Regions from separate parts of the Sus scrofa genome. Here region 2 is linked to region 1. A link is a contact called in public Hi-C data. All regions are on one chromosome and are shown on one strand. Each heading gives the region's core, a stretch centred on a gene start, on an enhancer-like site or on the middle of the called end of the contact. The rest is flanking DNA. Distances are from core to core; before and after follow the strand shown.

Region 1 (2,700 bases), core at 8-2,507:
TGCAGGATGTTCAATGTTTTCATAATTTCGTTTGAAAGTTGTCTATAGGTAGATTCAAGTGATGGAAAAAAATTGTTTAGGTAATTAAAGTAAAATAACTTGAAAGAAAAAAGGTGAGATTTGTCCAGTGATGCTGATTGGTGAGAGCAGGGGCCAAGCATCACTGGGGACCCGGTTTAAATCCTGGTCGCCTGATCCACTGAGGGAATGTAAGCTATGTACTTGAGATTCTTGGGATTGTGATTTCTATAACATGGAACAACAGAAGCTTTCTGGCAAGATGTATTTGAAAGTTACAAATAACAAAGATCACCAGGACAGCTCCTGACACCTGGTAGGTATTAAATACGTAGCAACTATTATTAGTATGTGATGGGATAAGAGAGAGGAGAAGGAATGGGGTGGAATAGTCTCAGGGCCAGAAACAGGAAGTATTTTGATGTGGTAGCAACAGAAAGAGGATAAGGAGGAAGAGAATAGGGGCTTTGGGTTTTAGGATCACTTTCAGAGGAGCTGGTAATATGCAAGTTCTGCTTACTTCAGCATCCTCATTCTAAAAAGCGAATCATTTTTCTATTCTTAGAGGTTTTCGAATTATGCTATGTCACCTAATATTTCTACAAAAATACTGAGAATTTAAATGGGGAATTTCCTAAGCCAAAACTTACCTCCTACTAGCTGGATTCCATGAAACTACAATGTTGACAGCTCCTAATGAACAGTTTTAGCATCTGGATTATATCAGCTTTCCTTGAATCATAAATCTTTTGTAATTCCTGCTTTTATAAAAGCAAATAAATAACATTGTTTCCATGTGGCTATATTTCTTTGCATAGCAGGACATAGAAATATGAAGATTTTTGTGGGGGGCGAGCAAACACATTTGTCCTTGACTGATGTTACCAGCAGACTCCTCCTATTTAATCTACATTATTCTTAAAGTAAATACAAATACTTGCTCCACATTCATACAACCCTTATGAGTTTACAAAGTACTTTTAAACATATTTGATACATATCTCATTTATTTACTAATATTCTATCTCCTAGATGATGCAGCGAAAGCTCAAATTTCAATGTCTTGTTCAGGGTCCTATGGCTAATGAGAAATTGATTCAGATTGTCTGATTCCAAATTCAAAAAAGTTTTCACTCTGTGCCTCTATTCCTTATTTCCATCATTCACTATAAGAGGAAACATGAAACGTGTTTGTCCCTGACCGCAGAGAATTTGGCAAGGAACACACACACACACACACACACACACACACACACACACACACACCCTGAGTGAAACATCACTACAGGCAAAACACAATGCTAAATGCTTTACAAGTGTTCCTTACAGGGCAGTTAAAATGTGCAGGGAAAGAGAAGGAGATTGAGATTGCTCTGCGTTGGGGTGATCAGGGACATAGCATAGAGGAAGTAAGAAGAAAGGTAAGAAGAATAATTTTTAAGAGTAGAAAACCAAGAAGCATTTGGGATGATTGTAGTAATCAAGTTGTCCTCCACCTCCAGGCTCTAACTCTCATTTGTAAACATTCCAGAAGGAATAGGACATTGCATTCTTGGCTGGAAGTTAAACAAGCAGATGAATCATCTGAAAATCCAGGGTTGGAGTAGGTTTTCAACTGATCAGTATGAGAGATACCCATGTTGATGGGCCCCTGGGGGATGGCGTACCTGCAGTAACCAAAACTGTGATGTCTGACACCTTTTACATGCTGCTACCCAGAAACTTGTAACCAGGCTTTAACAAACCAAACCATAATTTTTTTTTTTTTGTCCGTGTGGTAAGCACTGAGGACAGGGAGGCAGAAGAAAGAGCAGTGAGTTAGGAATCAGAAGAACTGGGCTTTGTCTTATGGTTGCAGCAACTCTTATGAGGACAACCTTGAGCAACTCACTTCAATCCCTCTGTGTTCCAGTTTCATCATCTGTAAAATGGGCCAAATGATACCTGCCCAGCCTACCTTTTTGCAAAAGATTAATGGGATGACATATGTGAAAGTGTCCTGAAAATGATAAATTGTACAAAGTATACAAATGTATACATTATACCAATGTACATGATATGCAAATGTTATATACTGACTTCCAAGGGATTTTTTTTTAAGTAAAATCCCCTCTAATTCTCTTTTGCAACTTAGCAAGCACTTAAACATTTTTTTTGCCTCATCACAATCTCCAAATACCTGATCTACATAGGGCTAGGTGTGAAATCGTTGTTCTTAAAGACCTAGTGAAAAAAATCATTTTCCCATAAACCTAGACTTCAGTGAAAATGTTGGTTGTCATTTTGGGCACTTGGGAACCCTTTCACTATATTAAGTGAGCTTTTGTAGAATGAGCAGATGTGCGAATTGATGTGGATGGTTAGAATAGGAGGTGGTGAATTAAAAAAAAAATGTAAAGACTAAAGAATATCCAGAAATTGGCACAACATTGTAAACCAACTATACTTTAATTTGAAAATGTAAAAAGGAATAAAATACTTAAAAAACAACTCTTTGTCAAAAATAAGTAAATAAATAAAAGAATACTCTTCCCTGAAAAGTTGTTGATACAGGCTAGTAATAACCAATTACAACATGACACTAAAGTCTCTACCACGTTATTCAAAATGGGCTCTATGGACCAGCCACAAGGGCATGTCACTTGGGAGCTTGTTAGAAATGCGGACTCTCCAGCCTGCCCC
Region 2 (2,700 bases), core at 30-2,529, 230 kb after region 1:
ACCTTATTGAATTCCTGAAAATTGCAAAATCTGGTTATGTTTTAAAAGCCGTTGGATTAACATTTCAGTTGCTAAATAGCTGAGTTTGTTGCTCTGTTAAATATAATGTGGAAGATATTAAACTCTACCTCTGTTCTTTTCACAAATTTCAGTGGAAGTTTTGTCTTGTCAAATATTAAAAGCTTAGGACTCTAACTTCCAAATCTTATTTTACAAAACATTACTCAAACTCTTGTCAATGTGAGGGATATATATTCTTAATTTTCTTTTATATCTCCCATTACTTTCCTCCCCACTTTCATTTTGGGGTTCCTGATTTTCTCCCTTTCATATTAAAATTAGAGTCAATGTTTTCTTAGAAAGGATAATCAAAAAATAATTTTGAACTGTCATATTTTTTAAAATCCAGTAGACATAATGGGAAAATTCAGAGCTTATCAATTTTGCTAACTTTTTTTGTCATGACAGTAAAAGGCAAATGTTTCTTGCTTGGACCAACCATCCATATAGAAATTGGCTCAGTTTGGTTTGTAGAAAGAATACATGCTGCAGGAAGTTTACCTTATTTCCATACCTTGTATTAACAAAAGTCATGACTTTCTGATCCAAAGAGATTGTATTAACTGCAGCTACTAATTACTAAAGCTCTGTCATTCGGCAAAGCAATTTACAAAAAAATGATTCACTTCAGCCTTGCCATACTTAAATTTTACTTAAAATCATTCCATCTACAGATGGAAAAAATAAGGCTATGGAACTTAGATTACTTGCCAAAGTTCACACAGCTAGGAAGTAACAGAGGTGGAATTGAAATATATGACTGTGACCGCCAGCCCTATGCATACGCAAATGCTCCTCTTCTTCCTTTAATTTCTACTTATTGCCTTTTAGACATGGGTACAGAGTCAACATCCTATTATTGAAGAATATCAGTGATGGTCACTCAGTGAGATTTGCTCCCACAGACCTTTGTTGGTACGCAAGGAATGCCAGTTACTGGAGTAAAGACATGGGATCTCAAGTCTATTTCTCATGTCTATCACAGACTGAGTGGACCAGGTTTTTCTTTGATGATTGTGTAATGAAAATTCCATTGCGGTTTACAAAGTTGGCAATTATTTCTGCATTGAAAAGAACTAAAAACAACTATCGCTAACTATTAAAAATCTACTCTTTCTTTCTTGTAACACTGGTTTTATTGAACCATTTGTTCTTCTCTCAACCCCATGGATGGCTCAGATATTTGTGTTGTCCATTCATTTGCCTTGTTAATAATTAGTTTAGGTCTGATAGGTGACCTAGTTATAGACAATAGGACTTGAGAAGAAATGTGCTCTGGGCGTCATGGATTATAGGAAACATTTCTCCACACTAATGTAGTATTAACCAGATGATGATTAAAACATTTTTCTGACCTGGGGTGTTTTGTGTTTAAAATGTTATATCTACTTCATAGCAGATGTCATGGAGGAGATGATATTGAAGATAGAGACAAGATGCATTATAAAGGATGAATGGAGGTAAACTGAAATGCAAGGCCATCTCAGGTAGAAGTAACAGAGAAAGTCAGGCTTCAGAGAAAGTCAAGGTTGTGGAAGATACAGTTGGGGAATGGCAACCAAGGGACTCCAATGGAGCTAGCACCAGGTATGCAGGGCCAGATTATGTTGGCCTTGAATCTCAGAATAAAGAGACCAACAAGTCTTTCCCTTCAGGAAATAAAACTGCTTAGAAGGTTTGGGAGTAAGATGACACAATGATCAGTTGTGACTCTAGAGCTGACTCTGGCTGGAGAAAATATCAAGTGAAGTGTTAGTTGTTATTAACATCCTAAATCCATAAAAAGGAATACATGTACTTCAGCGTATTATTAATAATTAATCATATGTTTACTTGGTTATTACTCAGATGTTAGACATGCTAATAACCCGATTTTTAACAGAATGATGAAAATAATTTAGACTATAAATGCACCAAAATGTCAAAAAAGCAAAAATGTTCATTTTTCTATCACATAAATTTGCCAAGAATTCTCTTAAATAAGGAATTTGAAAGAAAATTAAAGATTGACTACTGCATGCCCTAGGGAGCAATTCATGCGCCATGAAGTCTGCATTCCACCATGGCTGAGGAAAGGAGCACTTTGTCTTTGTAATTTAGACTGTAATTTGGGTTGTGATAGGGTGACACTAAGTGGCTGAAAAGGGAAAGGCTTAGTCAATAGAAATCAAAATAAGAACAAAAAATTACACTTGTGGTGACATTTATGACTCCCAGGCAACAGCATTAGGAAATTATACTCGTAGTAGCTTAGAATCGTTAAAGAAAATCAACAACTAGCAATTTCTTTCCTTCTGAGTAGCTTAACTCTCATCCATTCTTATAAATGGATGATAAAAGCTAATGGTGAATCATATAAGATGAATTGATAAATAAGACTTTTTCCTTTTAAATTATATATACACACTCATACACACATGCATTGCTTTTTCTGATTCAAAGGTATACTTATTAGATAAAATGTATTCCTTTTTTTGGAGTCGTTAATAGTAATAGTAAAATAATGAAAATAATAATTTTGTTTTTCAGCTTATGATACAGTAGATGTTCGAGTCTATCTCTGAGTAAATTTACTCAAATAAATAAATATATACATAATATCTTACTGAGATATTTTCAAAAATTTCTACCTGAAGGTGA

What was found. A called contact is a pair of places that touch in the nucleus more often than the background predicts.
Region 2: a contact with region 1 is called in a Hi-C map of liver, with 2.6 times the contacts expected there. The contact joins two enhancer-like sites. A contact is called at or near these places in 2 of 47 Hi-C or Micro-C datasets (liver and skeletal muscle).

What each region holds. Positions count from the first base shown.
Region 1 is chr13:127,646,819-127,649,518 of Sscrofa11.1, forward strand. No RefSeq gene overlaps it. Among named protein-coding and RNA genes, the nearest start is that of P3H2, 76 kb to the left of the region's middle. Within about 2 kb of position 1,258, at least 11 of the 83 cell types and tissues checked have an H3K27ac peak or open chromatin away from gene starts, as enhancers often do. A contact at or near this core is called in liver, where this site is marked.
Region 2 is chr13:127,878,877-127,881,576 of Sscrofa11.1, forward strand. No RefSeq gene overlaps it. Among named protein-coding and RNA genes, the nearest start is that of TMEM207, 8.8 kb to the left of the region's middle. Within about 2 kb of position 1,280, at least 3 of the 83 cell types and tissues checked have an H3K27ac peak or open chromatin away from gene starts, as enhancers often do. A contact at or near this core is called in liver, where this site is marked.